2 separate regions of the Macaca mulatta genome follow, and region 2 is linked to region 1. The links are chromatin contacts, called in public Hi-C maps. All regions are on one chromosome and are shown on one strand. Each heading gives the region's core, a stretch centred on a gene start, on an enhancer-like site or on the middle of the called end of the contact. The rest is flanking DNA. Distances are from core to core; before and after follow the strand shown.

What was found. Hi-C and Micro-C count contacts between places; a contact is called where the count stands out from the background.
Region 2: a Hi-C map of blood shows a contact between it and region 1, with 2.5 times the contacts expected there. The contact joins the promoter of ANKRD11 here to the enhancer-like site in region 1. A contact is called at or near these places in 4 of 14 Hi-C or Micro-C datasets (CD4 T cells, blood, cortical neurons and 1 more).

Annotation. Positions count from the first base shown.
Region 1 is chr20:84,855,038-84,860,413 of T2T-MMU8v2.0, reverse strand. All of the region lies in intron 1 of ANKRD11 (ankyrin repeat domain containing 11), which reads left to right. Among named protein-coding and RNA genes, the nearest start is that of ANKRD11, 69 kb to the left of the region's middle. Within about 2 kb of position 3,608, at least 7 of the 40 cell types and tissues checked have an H3K27ac peak or open chromatin away from gene starts, as enhancers often do. A contact at or near this core is called in CD4 T cells and blood, where this site is marked.
Region 2 is chr20:84,924,113-84,929,324 of T2T-MMU8v2.0, reverse strand. ANKRD11 (ankyrin repeat domain containing 11) reads left to right here and starts at 2,604. Exons shown (of 13, transcript XM_077986803.1): 1 at 2,604-2,920. It overlaps LOC144338210 (a long non-coding RNA gene), which reads right to left and starts at 2,222. Exons shown (of 3, transcript XR_013412173.1): 1 at 1,844-2,222.

The sequences.
Region 1 (5,376 bases), core at 2,359-4,858:
TTGCTGCTTGAGAGTTCTGTAAACAATTCTTAATAAACAAAGAGGCAGGTTTTGTGTGGAAACTTCTGGGAGAGGAGAGGATTTCACTGAATGCAAACAGGAGGAAGGAGCAGATGTAAACCCTGGCGTCCGGAAGCAGGGTTGAGTCAGCGGCGCCTTGGTCTTAGGAGGAGGCTGGGATGGATAGGTTGAGCCCGGAGTGGCCATTTCTGTTTCTCCACCTGCACACCCACTTCCAAGGCTTACAGGGGCTTCCTTTGTGACATAGGAGGAAGCACAGTGGCAAGAGGAGAGCACAGGCAGGGCTGATGAACATGATGACTCTCAGAAAGAAACTGTGTAAGGTCATATGTAAGGAGCAGACTCCGTTCTGTCTTAAGGAAGAAATAGAATCATTTTGGTGATGTTTCTTTTGTTACAGTGGCCGGCCATCAGGTTGCGTTAATAAAATGGAAAAGTAGTGTTTCAAGATGGTGGACAAGTCTAGCTGGGCGGGGACAGAGCCTGCAGTGTGGAATGCGTGCCAGTCCGCCATTCATCCAAGGGGCATTTGTTGACTTTTGTCCTTATTAAAGGACAGCGCACCTGCTGTGTACTAGAATGTCTGAGCATGAGAGTGAGAATCCCACGCTTCAGGGATGTCGCTGTTCTCTCGGGAGCTGTGTAGTCCCTTCCCTCCCCCAACCCCCATTTACATTCTGTTCGTTGCATCTCAGACGTTGAGCTGTACAAATCATTGTGGGCTCATATTCTAAATCAAAAGAACACTACACATTCAGGGACAGTGGTGTATTTTTATTTTATTTTATTTTTTTGAGGTGGAGTCTTGCTCTGTCGCCCAGGCTGTAGTGCAGTGGCACGATCTTGGCTCACTGCAACCTCTGCCTCCTGGGTTCAAGTGATTCTCCTGCCTCAGCCTCCAGAGTAGCTGGGATTACAGGTGCCCGCCGCCACACCTGGCTAATTTTTGTATTTTTAGTAGAGACGGGGTTTCACTATGTTGGCCAGGCTGGTCTCGAACTCCTGACTTTGTGATCCACCCACCTCGGCCTCCCAAAGTGCTGGGATTACAGGTGTGAGCCACCATGACCGGCCTATGACAGTGGTGTATTTTTAAAGGGAAGAATGTTGTGTTTGTTATTGAAGAAGTTTATTTATTTATTTATTTAGAGATGGGGTCTTGCTCTGTCACCCAGGCTGGAGTGCAGTGGTACAGTCTCTGCTCACTGCAAGCTCCGCCTCCCGGGTTCACACCATTCTCCTGCCTCAGCTTCCCCAGCAACTGGGATTACAGGCGCACACCGCCACGCCTGGCTAAATTTTTTGTATTTTTAGTAGAGACGGGGTTTCACTGTGTTAGCCAGGATGGTCTTGCTCTCCTGACCTTGTGATCCGCCCGCTTCGGCTTCCCGAAGTGCTAGGATTACAGTCGTGAGCCACTGTGCCTGGCCAAAGAATTTTATTTTAATTAATTAATCTATTTTTTTGAGATGGAGTCTTACTCTGCTGCCCAGGCTGTAGTGCAGTGGCACGATCTTGGCTCACTGCAACCTCTGCCTCCTGGGTTCAAGTGATTCTCCCATCAGCCTCCCGAGTAGCTGGGATTACAGGCGCCCACCACCACACTCGGCTAATTTTTGTATTTTTATTAGAAATGGGATTTCACCATGTTGGCCAGGCTGGTCTCAGACTCCTGACCTCAGGTGATACATCTGCTTTGGCCTCCCAAAGTGCTGGGATTAGAGGCATGAGCCACTGCACGTGGCCGATATTGAAGAATTTTAGACCTTTCAAACTAAAGAGGTTTTAAAAAAAAAGTCAAATCAGTGCCCTTGTTTTATTCCCCCCCCTTAATACTTCAAAGTAAAAATAATCATTTTAGAAAAATCTGGTATCATATGATTACTAGACTTTTTTTTTTTGGAGGCACACTCTGTCTCCCAGGCTGGAGTGCAGTGGCATGATCTCAGCTCACGGTAACCTCTGCCTCCTGGGTTCAAGCAGTTCTTCTGCCTCAGCCTCCCGAGTAGCTGGGATTACAGGTGTGCGCCACCACAACGAGCTAATTTTTTTGTATTTATTGTAGAGATGGGGTTTCGCCACGTTGGCCAGGCTGGTCTCAAACTCCTGACCTCAAGTGATCCTCCCGCCTTGGCCTCCTAAAGTGCTGTGCCTACAGGCGTGAGCCACCACCCCAGCCCCTAGACATTTCAATTATGTCTTTTCTACTCTCAAAAAAGTTTTAAGAAAAACTTGTATGGTTCTGTAAGTTGTAGTATGTAAGAGGTTTACAGTTCCATATAGATTTTTGGATCAATTTTGAAAACGGAGTTGGAAATCTGATAGTCCCTGCACCGAATCCTTAGGCCACCTTGGGAGTGTTGCCGTTGTAAAGATACTATGTCTTTTGATCCATGAATGTGGGATTTTCCCCCCACTTATGTAGGTCTTCAGTTTCTTTCAACAGTGTTTTGTGGTTACAGGGTGCAAGTTTTACACATCTTTGGTTAAATTTGTTGCTAAATATTCTTTTTGATGCTGTTTTAAATGGAAATGTTTCCTTCATTTTTTCAGATTGTTCATTGCTTGTGTATGATGATGATACGGCTGACTTTTGTATATTGATCTTGTATCATGCACCTCTGCTGAGTTGATTGACTGATTGAAGACCTGGTTGCGTACCAAGAGATGGTTCTTCATGGAGTTGTATCTGATTCTGAGGTTCCTGCTTAGCAAAAGACAGGCTGGTGACAGGTGTCCTGACGTCCGCTGCCACTTGGGTTATTCATTTTATGAAACAGACAGTGAGTGTTGGGAGAGGTCCCACATAACTAAGTGATTGTTGAGTAGGAGCTTCACACTGAATGAAACGGCTGCTTCCCAGATTTCTCCATCTTCTCTGTTTCGCAGTGTCCATGACACTGATCATAAAATGGTGAGGCCAGCAGTGAGCTCCAGAGACAAGTAGATCACAATATATTCATGGTTTCTTTTGAGTTTTGCCATGAGAGTGTGGTGCTGATTGGAATTCTGTGGGTTTACTAAGAGCTAGAAGTAAATTGGTCATCTGTGTGCCTGATTTACGCTTTCTGAAAGGTTGGTCTTATGTCTTTGTTGGTCAGGATTTCAGATTTGTGTGTGTGTGTGATGTTTAAGTGACCATCAGAGCTTCTCGTTCCCTTTCAAGGCTTGTTTTAGTGAAGCCAAGCAGGGAGTTGGCGTTTGTTGCTCAGGGAGCTTGTGAACTCGGCCGGCGCTGGCTGGGGGCCTGTGGAGCCTCCTGTGGGAGGGAGGCAGGTATTGCACAGTCCTGTGTTGTCTGTCCTTCCTGCAGCTTCTCCTGCTGTGTTATTGGGACTCTTCTCCCTGTTGGCTTTTGCGTCACTTTCTCTGGTTTGATTTCATGCCTTTGTCCTCCTAATTTTAAGGTATTTCCCAGTTTCTGATCTACAGCTTCCTTTTTTTTTTTCATTATAGCTGTGTGTCTGTTTACTTTCAAACACAAATTGTTTTTGCCATTCCGCTGGATCTGGTGAGGAAGGGAAGGTTCTGGCAGGAGTTGGATGCCTTCTCTGAGGACTGAAGGTTCTCCTGCCTTCCATAGTTGGCTTTTGTTCTTCAGCAAAGGAGTTTGATTCCTATCAGGGCAGGCGTTGTGGAAAGGGAAGAACGGTTGTGTGAAATCATTTCTTCTCGTTCTCATTCTGCATTCATCCACTTTGCACCTTCTTCTGCTAAATGGTATAAAGAGAACTGTTTAGGAACATTGATTTTGTTTCCTGTTTCATTTTTTCCTGTAGTAAAAAGAAACATTTGCATTGAAGAAGGAAGCCTGGTTTTCCTTCCAGCTCCTCCCCATGCTCACCTCAGTTCTGAAGTTTGCTTAGTTGCCTTTACTCCCTCGAGCCTTCTCTTTCACTTTAGATCAGAGAAAACAAACAAGTAGCACCCCACCCTTAAGAAACACCAAAAACAGGAAACAAATAACTGCACCTTCTCCGCCCTCAGCCCAAAAACACGAACGGGGCGGGTGTGTTCACTGGAAGAAGGCCAAGGTTAGGAGACTCGCCTGATCAGAGTGATAGGTGGCCTGTCCACACCAGCCGGCCTTGGCATTGGGGGCTCCTGGCACCATTGTGGGAGTGGAATCCAATTGGTTGTGTCGTTTTTTTGACTGAGAACTAAAATGAGATGCGGCTGGATCGTAGGTCTTTAGTGTTCCGTTTTAAGTCCTCTAGAGTTACATTGTATGGAGATTTTTAAGCCATAATAATAGCAGGTGCATATTCATGGTTTTTACATTTCCAGTTTCAAGACTGATCGTGGTGAAGAGTGTGGGCTCTGGAGCCAGCCTGGTTTCAAGTCTTGGCCCCACATTTAGTCAATGTGACCTTGACTAAATTTCTCACACCCCTGGGGCCTCAATTTTCTCATCTGCAAAGGGGAGATAATAATGATACCTACTCCGTGGGATCATTGTCAGGATAAAGTGAGTTGATAGTAGATAAAGCCATATGAAATTATCAATATTGGACTCTTTCCTTTTTGGACTTTTTTTTTTTTTTAAATAATTTGAGCTTTTTAAAAAATAATTTGTGTCTTCACTTACAGTTGTAAGAAATCCTTGAGAGCCCCTTGTACACTTTGGCCAGTCTCCTCCTCTCTTCCAGTGGTAACACATTGGAGAACTGTGCCCTTAATAGAACGTCACAGCCAGGATGTGGACACGGTATCGCTGACCAGTCTTAACTCAGGTTGCCTGAGGTTTACCTGTACGTGTGTGTGAGAGAGACGGATTGATTGATCGGAGTTCTGTGCAGGTTTGCCCCGAGGGCTCCCGTCCCTGCCGTGTTGCTGTACTGAACAGTTCCACAACCGCGAGGATCTGCCCTTTGCCCTTTTCTAGCCACATTTGCCCTTCCAGCCCATCTCCCCACCCTGGTCCCTAACCCCTGGGAACCTCTAATTTGTCCTCCATTTAAAGAATTTGTCATAAGAATGTCATATACATGGAATCGTAGAATTGTGACCTTTTCGACTGGCCTTTTGCTCAGTGTAATGTTTGCTCTGTTTGCTGCTGAGTGGTCTGCATGGTGTGGGTGGACGGCAGCTTAGTATCTGTCTACCCATTGTGAGAAACACACATTCACCCGTCCAAACCCAAAGAATGGACTTGGAGACACACAGAACAGCGGAAGCAAGACTTTCTTCTTTTTCTTTTCTTTTTTTTTTTTTTTTTAAAGACAGAGTTTTGCTCTTGTCACGTAGACTGGAGTGCAATGGCGTAATCTCGGCTCACCGCAACCTCCACCTCCTGGGTTCAAACGATTCTCCTGCCTCAGCCTCCCTAGTAGCTGGGATTACAGGCATGCACCA
Region 2 (5,212 bases), core at 1,355-3,854, 70 kb before region 1:
CATCCTTTCATGCAAGTCTGACCATCCCCTACCTTCCCACAACCCACCTCGGTCTCCCAAAGTCCTGGGATTACAGGCGTGAGCCACCGCTCCCCGCCTCAAAGATTTTCTTTTTTTTTTTCAGATGAGGTCTCATTCTGTTGCCCAGGCTGGAGTGCAGTGGCGTGATCTTGGCTCACTCCAACCTCCGCCTCCTGAGTTCAAGAGATTCTCCTGTCTCAGCCTCCCGAGCAGCTGGGACTACAGGCGTGCGCCACCACGCCCGGCTAATTTTGCATTTTTTTAGTAGAGATGGGGCTTCACCATATTGGCCAGACAGGTCTCGAACTCTTGATCTCATGATTCGCCCGCCTTGTCCTCCCAAAGTGCTGGGATTACAGGCATGAGCCACCACGTCCGGCCAAGATTTTCTAATTAATGCATTTCCTGGCTTCTTTCCCTTTACTCTGCATTTCTTTTCTCTATCATATAGGTTCTACTTCTGTCGAAATGCAGTTTGCTTTTACCTTAGTGTATTTTCAGATTCTGTTTCCGAGGCCAACTGCCTGCTTATTCATATTAATATTTTGTACTTTAAATTCGCTTGATAGCTGAGCATGGTGGTGCATGCCTGTAATCTCAGCTCCTCAGGCGGGAGGACCACTTGAGCCCAGGAGTTTGAAGCTGGACTGCGCTGACCGCACCTGTGAGCGCCACTGCCCCTCAGCCTAGGGGAAACATTGCCGAGTGCGAGCTTGACTGCTTAGGTTGACGTTTTTCAAATTTTCCCAATGATGAGTATTGTAAGGGCCCAAAATAAAAAAATACCAATGCCTAGTTCCCTCTCATCTAGAATAGTTCAATAGGTGATGATGGGGTCCAGGACTCTGAATTTCGTCCATTTTAGCAGATACTTCTTCCAGTGAGGCAAATATGGAAACCCTTGGATCACCTTTTCACGAACGCAGATCAGCCCATACATTGGCTGTTTTTATCAGGCGCTCACCCCTCGTCCAATGACGTGACTAGCTGTGGGTGGAGCCGGAAATCTGGCTGCCTAGAGAAGGCTGAAGGTCCAGTTACAGCATAACTAATGTTTCCACAGAGCTCCCATACGTGCCAAGCACCGTGGAACACACAGCCCCTTCATTTAATCTTCCCTATGGGCCTATGAAATAGGTGCTCCTGGCCGGCACCGTGGCTCATGCCTCTAATCCCAGCACTTTGAGAAGCCGAGGAGGGAGGGTCGCTTGAGTCCAGGATTTCAAGACCAGCCTGGGCAACACAGAGAGATCCTGTCTCTACGAAAACTTTAATAATTAGGCGGGCATGGTGATGCCTGGCTGTGGTCCTAGCTACTTAGTAGGCTGAGGTGGGAGGATCCTCTGAGCCCGGGAAGCGGAGGCTGCAGTTAGCACTGCACTCCAGCATGGGCGACAGAGTGAGACCTTGACTCAAAAAAAAAAAAAAAAAAAAAAAAAAGAAAAAGAAAAAGGTGCTACTTGTAGTTCCCATTTTACCCATCAAGAAACTGAAGATCTGAGAGACAAAGCCTGCAGGGTGACCGCTAGTCACTGGTAGGGCTGGGATTTGAATAGGGGCGGTTTAACAACTGATCTTTCAACCACACTGCGTGTTGCCCAACTGAAAAGGCCGTCCTCACGTCCTATTTACTCTGGACTTTGCAATTCCGTTATTTCGTAAATTGAGGCTTGTAAATAGCGTGCTAACCAGTTGTCTTAGCCCCCAGTAACATGCAGAATTGAAAAAGAAACTGAAAGGGGCACCGATTTTGTTCACCTTACTTTTTTGGTTTAGTTCTGGAGGAAAACACAGGTGCACTTAGAACAGGATCCACACTTACCAGAAGCTTAATTTTAGCTGCAAAGGAAACCAGTTCTCATCTACCTGTTTCGCGTGTTGGAGGATTAACTACCAAGGCAGGGGCTGCGGCGCGCCCGAGGGCCGTTCTCTTCGATGGCAGAGCAAGAGTCACCGCGCGGGAGCCCCGAGCGACCGCCCCGATGTCCCGGTCCCCTCCCCTGGCCGCCGCCCAGGGCTCTTCATGCCCCGTGACGCCCTCCAGGACAACGCGGCCGAAGGCCGGGCCTTCCGGGGGCCGAGCCGGACGTGGCCCGAGATGCCCGGGTGCCGGCAAAAGACCACGGGTACTCGACAGGCAACCGCCGCTCCGGCCCCTGGAGGCGGACGTTTTGTCTCGCAGCAGTTCAATACCAGATTTTGTTCCCAGAGCACATCCCCGTTGCTTCCGGCACTTGGAAAGACCAATCGTCAGGCCCGAGAATGCAAGACCCACCCTCCTTTGCGACGGAGGAGGCCAATCCAGTTGCTCGCTACTTCCAGTGTCGCGTGCGCCCTCACGCAGGACCCTGCCCAATCGTTACCGTGACGTCCTCCTAGTCCCGCCTCCGGGCCGCCACAGAGGCTGTCAATCCCGCCTCTCCCCTTCACTCCATTAGCGCACTAACTCCCGATGCTGTGACGTGCGCAGCCCCTGCGGCCGGCCGGGGCGGGCCAATGGCGGTGGCGGATACGGCGGGCCAATGGGCGGGAGCGTCTCATGCGGCCGGCGCCCGCCGCAGCCGCCGCTGGGTCCTGGAGCCAGAGGCCGCCCTGAGACGGTGCGCGATGGACCGAGGGCCTCAGCCGGGGAGGCGCCGCCGCCGAGCCCGCGGCCAGACGCCCCTTCAGTAGCGTCCGCACCGGGAGCCGCGGCGCTCGCCCTAACCGTGGGCGCGCCCGAGGGGCGGGCTCGCTTCCCGCCGGCCCTCGCAGGTCTGCCGGGCCCGAGCCCGCGCCGCCGCCGCCGCCGCCTTCCCGCTCGGGCCGCGCGGCCCGGGAAACGCGGCCGCGGGCTGCATGGGCAGCGCCCGCGCCCCGCCGCTGAGCCGCCGCGGAGCCGCGCAGCCCTCGGAGCCCGGTGAGAGGCGCCGCTGGCCTGGGGGCGGTGGTCGGGGCGGGCACGGGGTACTTGCGCGGCCTTGCGGCCTGCAGGCCTTCCCCGGTGGCGGAGCTGCGCCGCGGGCCTCGGGGCAGGCCTGGGGGCCGGAGCCGGGTGGGCGGGGGTCTTTCGGGGCCCGGGGCCGTCCTGAGGGGCCAATAATGGGACCCGGGGCGGACCTGCGTGTCCGGGTTCGGGACGGCCGGGGGTCTTTGGGGGCCCGGGGTGGCCGTGAGGGGCCAATAGGGGGCTCCGGGGCGGGCCTGGGAGGTCGGGGCGGCCGTGAGAGGGGTCCGGCGGCCCGAGGCGGCCGTAAGGGGCGGACGGGGGCTCCGGGCGGGCCTGGGTGGCCGGGGGCCCGCGGCGGCGGTGAGGGGGCGACTGGGGGCTCCGGAGCGGGCCTGGGGGGCCCGGGGGCCCGGGACGGCCGTGAGAGGCGGCCGGGGGACTCCGGGGCGGGCCTCGGGGGCCCGAGGCGGCGGTGAGAGGCGGACGGGGGGCTCCGGGGCGGGCCTGGAGGTCTTGGGGACCTGAGGCTGCCGGGAGGGGGCTGCCAAGGGGCGCCGGGTGCTGCGGAGCGGAGGCGCCGACCTCTGACCCGCGAGAGGGGCGCCTTCCCGCTGCTGGTCGTAGTTGTTATTCTCAGCGTCCCTATTATTATCGCTGTTTTGAAATGAGAGCAGGCGGCTCTCGGGCTCCGAGCCGGAGGGGGCGGGCGAACTGGGGACCTGGGGGCGTCGGGGTTGCAGGAGGCGCGCGTAGGCCGAGGAGGGGCAGGAATGCGGGCAGCCGTGTGGGGGGTGTTAGGGGGAGGGTAGGCGGGCCGGTGGAGGGGGGTGGCTGGGAGGAAAGCGGTGGCGGTGGCGGCTGCAACAGCAGCCCTTGGCCTCAAGGAACAATGTGAGACGTTGCCTGAAATGTTAATTTCCGTTCCTCATTTCATCATCCCCTGGCAGGGCGGTAGCTGTGTGTGTGGTGTATGTGTGTGCGCGCGCGCGTGCGTGTGTGTGTGTGTGTGTGTGTGTGTAGGGTTGGCCCTGCCACATTGATTCAGTCCCCTCTCAAAGAGGGATTGTACTGTTAACTGTTGTATTTGTGTCGTTTGGGAAGGTTGGAGGGGGTAGTCTTGATGTTTCTCGATGCCTGCTCTTTTCGCAGTGCCCCGTTAAGATTTTCTGTTCTGTTGTGTTTTTGGAAGGTTAGTCTTGTATACCAGCTTCCAAGAAGTTTTGGAAGAGGCTTGGGAAGATGAAGCTGGTCTCACAGTTCCCTATGCTTTAAAAGTGTTTTCCTTCTACACAGTTAAGATGTAACATGCTTGGGATTCATGGTTTTTGTAGGTTATAAGTAGTTTTGTATCCATTTGCAAGAACAGGGTTTTTGGTAGAGAAATTAGATTTCAGGCTTTCTTATACGAGGAGAGAGTTTTATGCAGTCATTTGAGCAATATCCTTAACGCTTGAAATGAGAAATAAAAGTGTGCACAGTGGTTGAACTGCCAAACTTAGAGAATCTTTTGATCGTTTTTGGGATGTTGACACTTACTCAGCCAAACATACAAGATGATATTACTTGTGGAAAAAGTGCCATCGAAACAGTTACTGTTTTTGTTGTGTGCAGACCTAGTCTATGTCATAACGTGGATAGTTCAAAATCAGAGACCCTGAGACTGTTTTTTTGGTTTTTCTGAGACCTTGATTTCTCTTGGTGAGTATTGGCTGCCCTGGAAGACTTCGAGTTCTGTTAGGGAATGATTACAGAAGTCCTCTGATTTTACTCTGCAACAGTAGTTAAACTAGAAAAAAAAAGGTGGGGGGGCGGATGTCTTGCTCAGCCTTCATTGTGACCTCGTATAGTTGGCGTGGCCTCCCCCACCCTCCATTCAGCTGTTGTTCTCCTCTTTCTGTAGTTTCTCCCCGAAGAGCAGGATCTCATTTGATAGGCTGGCCATCTGAATGGAATGGGATGGGAGGGAACAAAGACCAAGTTGCTATGACGTTTTCTCTGTTCTTTGTGATGCCTCTTGAGTTTGTTGAAAAGTTCCCTCCCTACAAGATATTGCTAAATTTGACCCAAACTTGAAACTTTCAGCAGCTTTTTCTTCTGTTTTATTTTTACTGTGGTAAAATATACATAACACAATTTACCAGAAGTTCGTTTTTAAAGGTGTCACCTTTAAAACCTGAGTTCCTCTTTTGCAGCTCTAATTTGTGTCAGCCTTGTAACTTGCATTGCCACCGTCAGATGCTTTTCTCTCGACCGGCCATGCTG